Linked DNA regions of Mus musculus: regions 1, 2, 4 and 5 are each linked to region 3. The links are chromatin contacts, called in public HiChIP or PLAC-seq and Micro-C maps. All regions are on one chromosome and are shown on one strand. The core of a region is the stretch at or near the end of the contact, and the rest is flanking DNA. Distances in the headings are between cores, read along the strand shown.

Region 1 (2,700 bases), core at 130-2,629, 310 kb before region 3:
GGGCCAGTGAGATGGCTCAATGGGTACTGATGACCAAACCCAATGGCCTCATTCCATCCCCAGACTTACATCGTGGAAAGGGAAAAATCAAGTCCTGTAGATTGCCCTCTGATCCCCTGCACACACACCATGGTGCATACCTACCCACACACATAAATAAATATGGGAATATAAAAATAGGAAAGAAGCCAAGAATCAGCGTGATGTTTCTTATGCACAGAGAGGGTGTCATATAGAAATGTCCCAATATTTCAAGGTTAAAATTCAACTCTAAAGAGTCAGACTTGGAATGAAAAAGTTTCAGAGATAACTTAAGCCGGTGGTTCTCAACCTCTGTGTTTCGCAATGAAAATATTATGCCTGGGGTCACCACAACATGAGGAACTGTGTTGAAAGGTCTCAGTATTAGGAAGGTTGTAAACCACTGGCTTAGGCTTATATACTTCCGTTTATGTGTGTACAAGGGACATTTAAGGATAGTCTAAGTCAGTTTTTAAGAGATCTGTTAGTAAATGCACATTTAAAATGCTAACCATCAAGAAGGCAGAGCGACATAACTTAATTGGCAGGCTCGGTCTTAGTTGTAAGTAAAGTTATAGCATGTTTTACAATAAATGCCTTCGTAGATTAGATGCTACATAATGCTATTAAAGATGTTCTTTGTAAGTCAAACATATCTAACCAGAGGGTTTTGGTTGCGGTGGCACTGAGGAGTTGGCTCAAGCACGCAGATTTATCTGCCTCTGAGTCCCTATGATGTTTCAAAGCTCGGCAATCCTTTACTTGTAACTAAGCAAAGGTGACAGATAAAGGTGACAGATAAACGAAAAAGCCAAACAAAGGAGCGTAGAGTTGGCCTGGAGAGAGAGCTGTGCCCGTCTTTGCAAGCTCGCCCGTGGCCGTTGTTCATCAGGGCTCTACCTGCGTGGGCTAATTACGAGCACTGGTTATGACAGTCGGCGGCGCAGCAGCTGTAGCTTCCGTCTCCCACGGTGTTTCTGTGTTATCCGTGTGCTTGTGCTCCTGCACTGCCACGCCACGAGACGCCAAGCCAAGGAGAGTCCTCTCTAGCACCCAACAAATGTTAAAACTGGAATAGTCGGTCACCGAAGTCCCTGAAGGACACACCCTCATACTGTGAGCACCAGATTTAGTTGTGGATGCAGGACGGCTCAGCTTGCCTTACCAAAGATGCCAAGGAGCCTCAGGACCTCCCAATCTCAGTCCACATTCATTGACTGCTTTCTACAAACACTGAGCTGAAATATTTTTTCCCAGGGCTGCGGTTCTGGCGCCCTGTTCTTTGTCTTCCACGGATACTCGGCTTGCAGCTGCCTCAGCTCCGTTTGACCCCCGCAAGCACTTCCGGACATCTCCAGCAGGTGGCTCAGCTACGCTCGGTAACTTGTCCATTCTCAGTGATTACTAAGGCAGTCTCCTGCCTCCTACCCTATGTGCGCTTCATCAGCCAAGGGCACCCTCACCGGCACTGTCCTCTGATCGATCCGACCCTCTGGGGTTTCCAGGCTTCTCTAGAGAAAAGGAGCCTTGTCTCTTTTGAGACTATGTCTGTTAAAGTCCTATTCAGTCCAAACTGTTGGCACGCTAATGTCTCAGAGCTGAAAGCGATCTCTTTCGGGCTTTAGTCTGCCCCACCACCACACTGCACCTGTTTAGTCATCTATCCTATGGGGACTATGACTTTCCCCTTTGTCTCAATCGAGCCTCTGAAACCTCCCCTCTCCCCAGCTTTGGAACTCTGCAAGCAAAAGTTTCCTTGGTGTCACCAAACTGTCTCCTCAGTCAGTCGTACAAATGTCTCCTACAAATGCCCTGGATGGGGTGCTTGATTTTAAACCTGACATTTCAACTTGGATGGTTTGTGTGAAGTCTCAAAATGTCCATGAGCATTTCAAGGTTAGGTAGTTTGCTGGTGGCCTAGCCTATGAATGCCTGGCTACTGTAGGGAAGTCAGGACTGGCCCTAGAGTGGAGCAGGCTCGGTGGTACTTCCCTGGTCCACCAAAAGCAGGAGGGCAGGACTGTGGGCTTGCTCAGCCACTTTGGAAGTAACATTATCCAGTTAGCTCCGGTTTTGCGCCACCTTCTGTGTCTAGGCTTTCCCAGCACAAGCCTACTCACGAGGTGGTTGCTAGTTTTTCTTCTTAAGCCAAACCATTAATGTTTATCAGACCGATATTTTAAATTACTGCATCTGCCTTTATGCCTGGCTCTCCTGGGAGCCTTCACAAGCCTACAGAGCTCAGCGGGCATGCCCGGGCTTGTGCAGATTTCACGAGTGTTTACACTAAGGAAAATGCTGTCCTGGGTGAAAGACAGGCACAGCAGGTGACCTCTCTCCTTGGCTTTTTATGAAGAGTCGTGTCCCTTAACTATTAAATTTAAAAGGCATCATTTTGTGTTGGAAATCCATTAAATAGTGGAGGACACCATGGGTGTGAGAGAAACCATACAAAGAGGGCAGTTTATTTGATGCACACGGGGTCATCTTATGAGAATGAAGGTTTTTTGTTCCTTGTTTTGTTTTTTTTTTGTTTGTTTGTTTGGTTTTTTTTTTTTGGGAGATGCATATATTTTCAGGTAAATCTCTGCTCTGGGCAATTTCTCACGGAGGAGACATGTAATGAATAAAACAGTAGCGTTTATGTGGTTTTGAAATTGCTCAGACAAGCAGTTATTT
Region 2 (2,753 bases), core at 101-2,600, 410 kb before region 3:
TAAAACCCAATTTCAACAAGCTGAAGGGGACTTTAAAATTATTCTGTTATATTCTAACTCCACAAAATTGAACTTCTTGCCAGGAGAAACCAAAAGGGTGTATATATCATATTTGACCAGGATTGCTAACCTACTCTCGTGAAACTAAATATTTCTTATATATATTGTGCTTTTGGGGGGGGGGTGGTACAAAATCATGCTGTGGTAGAAGTTATATATTCTTCTGTTGCTACCCTTCTGTTGAACTGTTTTGTATAATCTGAGGTGTGTGTGTGTGTGTGTGTGTGTGTGTGTGTGTGTGTGTGTGTGTGAGAGAGAGAGAGAGAGAGAGAGAGAGAAGAGAGAAAGACAGAGACAGAGACACACATAGAGACAAGAGACATAGAGAGATCTATCACTGATGGAACGTTTTGAGTGTTCCTTATTAGCATGCAGATGTTTCTGTTGTTACATTGTTTTCTTTCTGAAGTGCCGCCATGTTCTAGTACTGTTCTAATACAGGAGCTATGAAATGGGAAGAGCTAAGTGTCCTTCCTGAAGACAGACAGTTAGACCGGCAGCTCTTCATAATTTACGTTGGGCGCGTGAGAGTTCCAAAAGCCCTGTCTGTGTCCCTGGTGGGTCTGTTAAATCTTCAGAGGCCACTTCTCCACCAGTGAACCCCTTCTGCCAAAAAAGAATGGCAACTTTTATTAAATAAACACGGACCTTCTTTGAAGCGGGAACTATGCTTAGTGTCAGAAAATGGTTTTATCAGAAAATGGTTCCATATACATATTTTTCCTTAAGACCCTCCTAGCGAGCAGAAAATGTAGTTTATTATAGCTTCCTTTGTACTCAGAATCATATTTAAACTAGGACCCCATAAGAGAATTACAGGAAAGGTTCACAAGTGGGTGACGGCAAGGTTGCCCTTGTATTGCATAGAGATTTTTACTGTGACCACCATATTCTATTTGTTTGCTTTGTGTTATGTGGTGACAGTAAGCTGTGTAGTCCGTGAAAAAGTTGTTTGTCGAATACTCTACACTGACTACTTTTACCTACTTAACGATGTAGATATATCCTGCACACAGGAAAATCCCCCCAAATAAAGAAACTTCACAGTCGAAAATGAACTCACACCAAACTCTTTGGTAACAAGACCCAGGGCGGGTGGAGGGGCCTCCATTGCTCTCTGGGCTCCAGGCTTCCCTCTAAAAGGACAGCTGGACAGCTAGACTCCACCTGGAAAGATGTTTCTGTTGACAGATCAGGTTCCTGCACTGCTATTGGTGGCTAGGCTGGAAGGGAGGGTCCTCAAGAAAGGAGATCGAGATGCTGCCCCCTATCACAGGATGGAAATTTCCACTCTTTGGGAAGCCAATAGAGAAGACGGAAGGGTCTCCCGGTCTAACCCTTGCCGCCACATCCATTGGATTCCAACCCGAAGAGGGTAGACAGAAAGGCGGGTGAGTTAAATGTGGTATATTTTCTCTTAAAAAACGACTCAGCGTGGAATTTTAGGGCTAGATCCTAACTTGTGTGTGTGTGTGTGTGTGTGTGTATGTTTGCGCGTGTGTGCGCGCGTGTATGTGTGTGCCCCCGCGCGCGCGTGGGGACAAGCGCACGTGGGGCATTCAGGTCTCGGAACTGTGTAGGGTCAAAATTTGTTGGTTGTACCTTAGAACTACAGGCTAACTGGGTTATTTCAGTGACTAGAAGTGAAGTAAACCAGGGCAGGCGGAGGGGATAGCTTGAGGGGCTTTTTTTGAAGGCTCCTATTCGAACTGTGCCTGCGTGGCCGTCTCCAGAGACTGGTGTGGGCTTGCCGACTGGAGGTCTATTGGCTCTGAGATTTTTGTTGTGGGACCTCCTTGAACGATAGCAGCTGCCTTATAAAGAGGGTCTCACCCTTCCTAGGATCTGGCTCCTCACCCTTGGGGATCGTGCCCACTAGGTGCTACCCGAGTTGCTGGAAGTGTGCCTATGACCCCCCGCCCGCCGGAGGTGGTGGGGGAACACGGGTTCAGGGTTTAAAATAGACTCGCTGGTCTCTTGATAGTTGGTAGTTGAATTTCCTGACTGTAAGCATGCTCCCGTTGTTAAATTGCCTTACGGCGAGCAGATCAGCATGCTCCCGGAGTGCGAACTCTAAGGCTTGGGGACTCTAAGGAGTCCCAAGAGCCTGGAGCAAAGTGAGAATTTGATTTAGAGCCGAGACTGCTTCCCACATGGTGGGATCGGGGATCCGCCACACCCAACAGCTCGTAGGCGCCGAAACCCCGCGGTAGGGTGGGGGTCGCGGGCATGAATGGAGGACTTCAGAGGAGAGGGAAACTGACCGTGGAGTAGTTGGGAGGAGACAACTTGGTCAACCAGAAGGAACTCCTTTTGCCTTGAGGCACTGAGCAGGGACAGACAGCTGAAAAGGCGTAGGTGGCTCTTCAGGGTATCAGTTCCTGGGGACGGACCCTCGTGGGGATCGGTCTGAGGTTCCCGTGGAGGGATCGGTCTGGGGTTCCCATGGAGGGACCCTCGTGGGGATTGGTCTGGGGTTCCCGTGAAGGGACCCTCTTGGAGATCGGGTTGGGGTTCCCGTGGAGGGACCCTCGCGGGGATCGGGCTGGGGTTCCCGTGGAGGGACCCTCGTGGGGATCGGGCTGGGGTTCCCGTGGAAGGACCCTCACGGGGATCGGGCTGGGGTTCCCGTGGAGGGACCCTCGCGGGGATCGGGTTGGGGTTCCCGTGGAGAGACCCTCGCGGGGATCGGG
Region 3 (2,823 bases), core at 166-2,665:
CAGCAGGTGTATGGGCGGGGGCGGGGGCGGGGGCGGGGGGGGGTTAGTCCAGGTTAATTGAGTCTGCTACTGGCCCATATACCTATTCAGGGTAACTTATTCAGTCATAATCGTAACAAAATCGTAAATTTTGACTTCCTCTAGGAAGAAAGGTAAAAAGAATGGACTTTCGGTGTAAACTTAGAGTGTTACTATAATACATAAGTTTTTCACACAAAGAAGGAGCAACAGGACAAAAAAAAAATGGGGTGGGGGGTGGGGGGAGATGCTGTGTTTGAGGAAGAAACTGCCCTTCTGATTGCAGTGACCTTCCGGTTTCCAGGCATGTTCAAGAACACACCTCCCACTTGTTTCTTTGGAAGCCAGTGTTTAACTCACCACGACCATTTACGGCCATTGGAAGGGAGCAAGAATACCAGCCACTAAAAAGCTTAAATCTTGGTTGGCCCCCCACTTTCCCAGAGGAGACTGAAAATCTGTAAGCACCGCAAAACAGCATTCATTACTCAGCCTCTTGAAAGGCTCCAGGTAGAGTCATTTTTGAATCATGATTCAACCGCCATTTCTTGTTTTGATGGAACAGTGATGGCTAACATGTTGATGGCTAACTTTATGTTTAAAAATCTCTGTGCTTAAAGCAAATTTCGACCTCCAAATGTTAAGCGCTACTAGGGGTTAATCTTTATTATTATTATTATTATGGTTTTTTTTTTAACTGCTGGTTCTGCTTCTGTAAACAAGCTTGCAAGAGAACAGATTGAAGCTTTGTATTCTTTGCCTTTGTAAACCCTTGGCTGAGGTGTCTGGGTGCTACATTCGGAATTCCATCTCGGCGTCAGTGTCTGAATAAAATCCTCTTGGTTAAAATTTATTAGTGGTCAGGCTGATGAATCTCCGGCCGGACCCAAAACAGGAGCCATCCGGATGAGAGGGACTCAGGCTTCCACGCGGCAGACTCCGTGGTGGTGGTGGTCTCATTGGCTGGTGTGTAGGTGGGATTTCCTGTCGCCATTTTAAGGAGAAGCGACTGTGCCAGCCAGTCAGTTAAGGGGCTGCACTTCAGACAAAGAGTGGGGCAGGAGAAGTAACCCGAGGCGGATATGGCTTTCAGCCTGTTCCTTTTTCCAGGCCCAGCAAGGGTAGAGTCACGTGGCCGGGGCAGCAGGGCTATTGGTGCAGACCCCTTGGGTTATTGTCACACTCTGAGTCCCAAGGGGTCCCCAGAGCTGCTCTGGGGGGGGGGGGGGCGGGACTGTAGGTGTCCAGGTTTCCAAAGGTGTCCCCGCGCGTCCCGTAGTCCACCACCGCCCCTGGGTCGCGGGGCTACCCTCACGCTGCTCCCTTCCCACAATGCAACTCCGTTCGGTGAGGCCCTGGCGTACCCCAAGAGACGGCCCCCTGCCACCGCCTGGGCGAGTGAGCCGCTCCACCTCCAACCCCGAGGGTGCGGGTGCGGCAGCTGTGGCCCCAGCTGAGGCCCCGGGAGGGCGCAGGCAGGTGCCGGGAGGCCCGCAGCCTCCGTATGCTCGGGTACCACCAGCGCGTTGTTCGCGCATCCGCTCGCACTGCCCTTCCTGGATGCTCGGTGTCCGCCAGCCGCGGTCGCCTTGCGGTCTGGTAGCCCAGGGGGGAAGAGGAGCAAGAAGGCGCGGCGACCAGCGGCATGTGACCCGCACTGCTCTACCGCACACAGCTCAACTCCGCCGGCGCGCGGGCATGGAGGGATGATGGTCTGAAAGGCCGCGCTCCCGTCCCCAAACTGCCGAAGAGAAAGGGCGACGCGCCTCGCAGGAGCCAATGAGTCAGGTTGGAGCCCCTCCGCGCCGGGCGTGTGAATGTAAGTGCTGGCGGGCAGAGTGTGGGTGGGGGGAAACTGATGCAACCAGCCCTGGGAGGAGGAGGAGGAGGAGGAGGAGGAGGAGGAGGAGGAGGAGGAGGAGGAGGAGGAGGAGGAGGAGGTGGTGGTGGAAAAGGAGGAGGAGGAGGAGAGCTGTGGCCACGCCACTCTTCCTGAAGGTCGCCGGTAACCCGGCCTTTTACCTTCCTCCGAAACCCGCCACGCGGATCCTCCCCGCCCAGTCTTACAGACCTGGGGCCACCTTTCCCTAGCTAGTCCTTGACACAAAAAAGGACATCTAACTGCCGGGGACGGCCTGGAAGGGCGGACACTTTGGTGGCGCCTTTCCCTTTATTTCTCGAGGTAAGGTGCTTTTGGAGGGCAGAGGGAGCGGCGACTTGGAGGGAAGGGGAGTTTGAACAGGAAGGGAAGGAGGTAACTCAGACAGCCTCCATGTCTCGTGGACACGGGCAGAGCGTCGCGGCGCCTTTCTAGAAGGCAGGAGTCCGGTGCCCTTCCCTGAACGCAGGGACTCCAGATACCGCCGTGGCGTACAGTACCTTACTTTGTAGACCTGGTTTTATGGTGATGGAGTGTGCCACCAGATCTGGTGTCACTTTCGCGAATTAGGAACCAAGCATGCGATGTAAGGGGCATAAGGTACACCGAGGAGTGAATCAGTCTGCATCTTGGGACTGGCCGGCAGCGGAGCCTCGGAGACCGGCTCCCCAGCGCGGTAAACAGGTGCACGTTGGCTGCACCTCCACGGGCTCGGCCCCTGTCTCCGTTCCGGTTAGTGGGATGATGCTGGCAGTGACTCACTTTCCTCTCCCTCTCTGGAGGCTCTCTCCCGAATGAAGAGCCAGTGATAGGCTACTTCCTCTAGAGCCTGGTCCGGTGGGGCGGGAGAACAAAAGGCCACTGCTTGCGCAGGACCCTTGCGCCCTGGTCTCCCCTCCCCCGCACCTGGCCCCAAACGTTGCGGC
Region 4 (2,810 bases), core at 67-2,566, 290 kb before region 3:
GGTGTGCAAGAAGCCACACGGACACAGGTGTGCAGGAAGCCACAGAGGCACAGGTGTGCAGGAAGCCACAGAGGCACAGGTGTGCAGGAAGCCACACAGACACAGGTGTGCAGGAAGCCACACAGACACAGAGGCACAGGAAGCCACGGAGGCACAGGTGTGCAGGAAGCCACAGAGGCACAGGTGTGCAGGAAGCCACAGAGGCACAGGTGTGCAGGAAGCCACACAGACACAGGTGTGCAGGAAGCCACACAGACACAGAGGCACAGGAAGCCACGGAGGCACAGGTGTGCAGGAAGCTACAGAGGCACAGGTGTGCAGGAAGCCACAGAGGCACAGGTGTGCAGGAAGCCACACAGGTACAGGTGTGCAGGAAGCCACACAGACACAGGTGTGCAGGAAGCCACACAGGTACAGGTGTGCAGAATGCACACAGGCACAGGTGTGTAGGAAGCCACCAATGGTGTGTGCTTCCTGGGAAGTCCCTCTGGGAGGAGATGGATTTAGTGAGAGCATTTGAATATTTCTTATTCATATTAAGAGTAACTAGGGAAGTAAAGAGGAAAGAATGAAGGAAAGGGTTTATGAAGACAAGAGGCCAAGGAAATGACTTCTTATCCTCACTTCTTGGACACACAGATAAAAGGTAGGGTGCTTTCTCTCTAAAAAAAAAAAAATGCCTTGATCTCTTTAGGTGTGAGACACAGTAGATGATAACAGCTGATAGATAGATAGATAGATGATAGATAAATAGATAAATAGATGATATGTAGATAGAGGTTAGATAGAAGATAGATAGAGGATAGATAGATATAGATAGATGATTGATAGATGATAGATAGTTGAGTGACAGATAAATAGATATATTAGTAGATAGATAGATTAATGGATAGAATGTGCACACATATAAGTAACAGAAATGTAGAAAACAAAGCCTCTTCATGAAAAAACTGTGTTCCAACTTTTCTAACCCATGCATTTTCTTACATGAACAAGAGACACTGCCAGTCTGGCTTGGTTAGCCTGCTCATTCAAAATAGAAGGTCCTAATAACAACAGTTTTTAAAAGTCCTCAAGGGCCACCAGCTCAGGGGAAAGGGTTCTCCAATTAGGAACCAGCTCTTGCGAGCCTCTCACAGCCTCCTTTCCACACCAAGCCCCTGGGTTGGCAAAGAAATATGAAAGCCAGCTCTGGATTGCCTTCCACCACCCACAGATATGTTAATTTGATGAGTTCATCCTCTGTCCTAGAGAACAGCTTGCATAGATCGTGGTAAAAATTCTACGACACAATTGGATTGGTGTAAACACTAGCCCAATTTAGACACAGTTGGTGGCTGTCCCTCCCTCTTCTACTGCCTCTGGCTGCTCCTGAAGCACAAAGTGTCCAGTGAGCAGGAGCTGTTTGTATTTCTCCAGGGACCCTGAACACAGAACTCCTGTTTATAATCTCAGTTCCCAAACATTTCCTCAGAACACTCAATTCACAGTGAAACCCTATTAGTTAAATTGGTCTCCTCCAATAGACGGTATATGACCCCTGACTTTCTGGCAAATGCTAGGTCAAACAAAACATAAACAAACAAAGAAAAGATCGAGCATGGTTTTTCTCATGAATAGAGGTGTTATCCAAAGAGCCTCCTGTCAGACAGCCAAAGGTGGTCAAGAAATATAAAAATAAAACCAAACAAAATCTTCCTGAGAGCGAAGATCCAGTTTGGCATCCCAGAAGAGCAGAAGTGTGCCTCCAGGCGCTTGGACACCGTGCCTGTGGATTAGCAGATTCTCCAGGCTCTGCCTAGGACTGGGAGTATGTATTTGGCTGTGTTTTGCCCATTTACCTGAAGTCATTACTCAAGAAACAGGCCTATGTTCCTCACTTCACACGTTCTTTTTAAAAGCGCTGGACCTGACTCACTGAAGAGCCTTTTGTAACGTCGTGAAACACTCTCTCACTTGACTGTTTCTCTCTGAAGTCCCTTCTCGGTGTATAGCATTTCCTCCATGTGAAATGCCTGCATTCAGTAACTTCATACAAAGGACATACCACGTGGAATTTCCCGTAAGATCTAATAAACTGAGGGCGTGGGGAAGTGAAATCCATTGCTGAGTGTTTTCCTCCTGAGAGAGGGGTGCTCTCTCTTCCCTGCAGTTACACTAACCCTTGGCAGGCTGGTGTCATCTCAGTCTTGAAGGAACGATGTCTACAAGACTGGCCAAGAGAACGCTGAGAGTTCAGTGTCCATGGCCTAATAAACTTTAATCATTAAGAATGATTTAATTCCTCTCACCAAATTCAGCGCATCACACAAAAAAACAACAAGTAAGCCAACCTGAAGTTGGGCGGTTTGTCCTTTTGTCTGATGAGAAGCCGTCCTATGTAAGCAGCCGTGTGATCTGAGGCTGCCTTCTGGTCCAGAGTGGCTGAGTTCAGCCTGCTCTAACTGGAGTGTCCCACAGAGAATCAAAGAAGAAAGGAAGTCTGCAGATAAATCTAAACTCGAGCTGATGGAAAATCCCAGACAGGCACAGCACTCCGGCTGCTGAGCCGTTGTAAAACTCCTCTTTAATGACTGTCAGGCAAGACAGGAGAATCTTCCCAGAAGGGTTCTGATCAATTTCCTGTATGTTCTGCCAGTGTAGTTAACAACTAATAAACTATACTACTGTTTGCCTCTCTCTACAATGGGACACCACACAGAGCTGACTGGCCATGGCTTCACAGGCCTGTCTACAAAGGCTGTGTAGAGGGTAAGTCATATTAGAAATGGCATTTTATGACACTTGGGTCCAAAAAAGGGTTCCTTTCT
Region 5 (2,700 bases), core at 87-2,586, 510 kb before region 3:
CAGGGCAGCCTGGAACTTCTCGGAGATGACTTCAGTGACTTTGAAAAGGTGCAGATAGAACTTGGGACAGGAAAGGGAATTCCAAAACGGTCTCAGGTAGCAAGCAGACTGTCTTACTGGAGATTGGATGGAAGGCCACTGGGGTGATGTAATGAAGGTCTTATATTCATGCCAGGGCTCTGTGGAAAGCAAGCCTCAATGGTGGCAATCTGGGATGTCTTGTGAGGTGCACACCCAAGCAGCAGCAGCACTGGAGAGGCTCTATGGTTATTCCTCACGGTTGGTGCTAAGATCCTAGAGCAAAGAGATTAATTACCTGAAGGTGAAATGTACTGCCACGGAGGAGCCAAGATTTAGAAAGGAAAAGATTCTTAGCTTGACTACATAAAGACCAAAAACCCCCCAAAGAGTGGCGCCACCCCACAGGTCACTAAGATTAGTACTGGCAGGGCAACGGGCAGCTGTCATCTAGAGACCGTGGGTGCACCTGGGCGCCCAGCCTTCCCAGTGTGCATGCACGCACCATATTAGTCTGCAGACTGTAGCTTCTACCACTCAAGCCCCTGGGCATGATAACCTCCACCCAGATCCCAGAGGATACATCTTGACCGTGTGTGTCAGTCACGTGGACATCCCAGCTCACATACCCTGAGCCCCGCAGGCTTTGCTTCAGCAGGGGACTCCACCTAGCTCTGCCTTGCAGTCGTTTTTCTTCCTAGGCTTGCTAGGCTCCCTCTGCACTTGGGTTTCTGAGCCCCGAGTACTGTCAGCCAAAGGGAATGGAGTTCCTGATAGAAGTGGGTGGAGGAAAGTGAAGATCCAGTTGCAGAGCCATTTCTCCCGTTTGGCATCCCGCCCTCCCTTCCCTTTCCTGCATGGCTGGAGTTGAACTTGAGGTCTTACCCATGGTGGGAAAGTGCTCCACCATTTGTGCCCCAGCCCAACCCTCTCCTGTTGTTTTAGAGCCTCTTCTAAGGCTGCCAAGACCCATCTTTCTCTCACAAAGAGAAATACACGAAAACAACAGCAAACAGAACAACAACAACAACCCCCCAAACCCCAAAACCAAACAAAGCAAGATGGAGAAAAAAAACTGTTTGAGATTTGCGCCAACTCGTGCTTTCTGAAATTTACATAAAATTTTTAATGACATGTTTTGTTCCGTTTGTTTTGTTTATTTTTGCAAAGACCTTTTCCAGGAAGGGTGGTGTAGCTTATCAGGCTTCCACTGGACTCAATCGATCCTCTATCTTATTTGTCAGGGAAGAGACTGCAGTTCCTTAGTGGCTCCATCCTTTGGTCATGTGCTTCTCTGACGAAGGCTGGCCCCACGCTGCACCAGCCAGCCCTGTTTGCGCTTGTCCCAGTATGTCTGCCTGCGTAGCTCAGAGGCAGTTCTGCTGATGTGCAGTGAGTGAAAGAAAAATGCTTTCTACAAACACAGCATTCCACAGTGAGGAGAGTATCTCCTAAAAGGCTTAAGAGCTCACTCAGCAGACAAACTACAAATGGCTAGACAGTGCGGATGCTCAGGAGCCTAAGAACCACAGACATCCCACGGATAGGACACAATCGTTCACCTCCGCTCCACACACATTAGACTGGGATTGCATGAATCCCTCCTCAGCTTATTCTAAGGGAAGGGAGGGCTGCTCTTTTAGCCCAGCAATCAGTGATAGACACGATGGATATTTAGTGTATGTTATGAGTGTCCGAAAGCGCCACTCCTAGAAAATGAAGACAAAATATTGGGGGAAAGAAGGTTTTATTTATTTCTAAATTCAACCAAGAAACAACCACCGTGCAACAGCTTTAAAGTGGTCTCAGAATGAGCTGTCAGTCCTCGTTTCTCATTAAGATGCATTTCAGGATGCCTCCTGTTGTTCTCGGGGCACTAATGAATCCATACTTAAAACCTGCGCCGGGAAGCATCTCTCACCACTTCGGAGACAATCGCTGTAAAAATGCACCATTCTGTGCCTTGCCTAAATGGAGCACGATTATTACCAAGCCGCACAGCCTTTTTATCTGTACCGACGCTGCAGGAAATCTCACTGTCTATGTGACCTGAATACCTACTACCTAGTGGAAAATTCCGGGAGTGCATGGCAGCCCAGAGCACCCAATAGCTACTTTGCTTGTCTGTTTCATCTCACCCCCTATCCCACCCACCCTCCCACATCCCAGTCATCACGCACAAGGGGATTCCTGAAAATTGTTTTCCAAATCACTGGGTCTCTTCACGGTGCTCTGTCATTTTTACCTACCAACATTAATTCTTAAACAGCATTATTCAACTGCTGTGGTTCATCGCTGAAGAATGTAAATACTGAAGTAATTATGAGACTGTATTTTCCAATGGTGCACCCCAAAATGGGTAACTGAGTGTCAAAGGCTGACGTCACAAAGTAGCCAAGTAAGACAGTCCTTAATAGGCTAAACCAGAGCTCACAATCCAGGACTGCAAGGACCTCTTGAATGTGCTGACTCAGAAGCAGTTGGCTGGCGGAATGTTCGGAGGGGAAGGGTGTGTTCCAGTTGCTCTCTCACCTCTCAGCAAGACTCATGGGACAGACCGTTGGAGGCCAGGACAGATAAGGTGCCATCTGCAGATTGTTGGATAACGTGTCCAATTAGGATCCTGTTCAGGATTCAAGGATGACTTAGAAAGTCACCCTCAAGCGCACCTGTCAAGAACCC

The links. A called contact is a pair of places that touch in the nucleus more often than the background predicts. HiChIP or PLAC-seq counts read pairs in DNA pulled down with a chosen protein or histone mark.
Region 1: a contact with region 3 is called in an H3K27ac HiChIP or PLAC-seq map of trophoblast stem cells, with 12 read pairs. The contact joins the enhancer-like site here to the promoter of Slc38a1 in region 3. A contact is called at or near these places in 4 of 39 promoter capture datasets (the C10 cell line, frontonasal cranial neural crest, liver and 1 more) and 10 of 115 datasets of contacts at active chromatin or transcription factors (the NIH/3T3 cell line, bone marrow-derived macrophages, cardiomyocytes and 7 more).
Region 2: a Micro-C map of embryonic stem cells shows a contact between it and region 3, with 3 times the contacts expected there. The contact joins the promoter of Slc38a4 here to the promoter of Slc38a1 in region 3. A contact is called at or near these places in 2 of 39 promoter capture datasets (cranial neural crest and stem cell-derived epiblast-like cells), 3 of 484 Hi-C or Micro-C datasets (embryonic stem cells and trophoblast stem cells) and 4 of 115 datasets of contacts at active chromatin or transcription factors (all in embryonic stem cells).
Region 4: a contact with region 3 is called in an H3K4me3 HiChIP or PLAC-seq map of forebrain, with 4 times the contacts expected there. The contact joins the enhancer-like site here to the promoter of Slc38a1 in region 3. A contact is called at or near these places in 2 of 39 promoter capture datasets (frontonasal cranial neural crest and liver), 11 of 115 datasets of contacts at active chromatin or transcription factors (the NIH/3T3 cell line, bone marrow-derived macrophages, cardiomyocytes and 8 more) and 1 of 9 other capture datasets (embryonic stem cells).
Region 5: a contact with region 3 is called in an H3K4me3 HiChIP or PLAC-seq map of embryonic basal ganglia, with 4 times the contacts expected there. The contact joins the enhancer-like site here to the promoter of Slc38a1 in region 3. A contact is called at or near these places in 2 of 39 promoter capture datasets (the 3T3-L1 cell line and stem cell-derived epiblast-like cells), 1 of 484 Hi-C or Micro-C datasets (embryonic stem cells), 5 of 115 datasets of contacts at active chromatin or transcription factors (embryonic basal ganglia, embryonic forebrain, embryonic hindbrain and 2 more) and 1 of 9 other capture datasets (embryonic stem cells).

Annotation. Positions count from the first base shown.
Region 1 is chr15:96,952,275-96,954,974 of GRCm38.p6, reverse strand. No RefSeq gene overlaps it. Among named protein-coding and RNA genes, the nearest start is that of Gm32840, 91 kb to the left of the region's middle. Within about 2 kb of position 1,379, at least 64 of the 459 cell types and tissues checked have an H3K27ac peak or open chromatin away from gene starts, as enhancers often do. A contact at or near this core is called in embryonic forebrain, embryonic stem cells and trophoblast stem cells, where this site is marked.
Region 2 is chr15:97,054,553-97,057,305 of GRCm38.p6, reverse strand. Slc38a4 (solute carrier family 38, member 4) reads left to right here and starts at 1,350. Exons shown (of 16, transcript NM_027052.3): 1 at 1,350-1,451. The region is part of intron 1 of Gm32840 (a long non-coding RNA gene); the gene reads right to left.
Region 3 is chr15:96,641,505-96,644,327 of GRCm38.p6, reverse strand. Slc38a1 (solute carrier family 38, member 1) reads left to right here and starts at 1,415. Exons shown (of 16, transcript NM_001166458.1): 1 at 1,415-1,837.
Region 4 is chr15:96,932,062-96,934,871 of GRCm38.p6, reverse strand. No RefSeq gene overlaps it. Among named protein-coding and RNA genes, the nearest start is that of Gm32677, 95 kb to the right of the region's middle. Within about 2 kb of position 1,316, at least 25 of the 459 cell types and tissues checked have an H3K27ac peak or open chromatin away from gene starts, as enhancers often do. A contact at or near this core is called in forebrain, where this site is marked.
Region 5 is chr15:97,151,322-97,154,021 of GRCm38.p6, reverse strand. No RefSeq gene overlaps it. Among named protein-coding and RNA genes, the nearest start is that of Gm33149, 9.9 kb to the left of the region's middle. Within about 2 kb of position 1,336, at least 35 of the 459 cell types and tissues checked have an H3K27ac peak or open chromatin away from gene starts, as enhancers often do. A contact at or near this core is called in embryonic basal ganglia and embryonic forebrain, where this site is marked.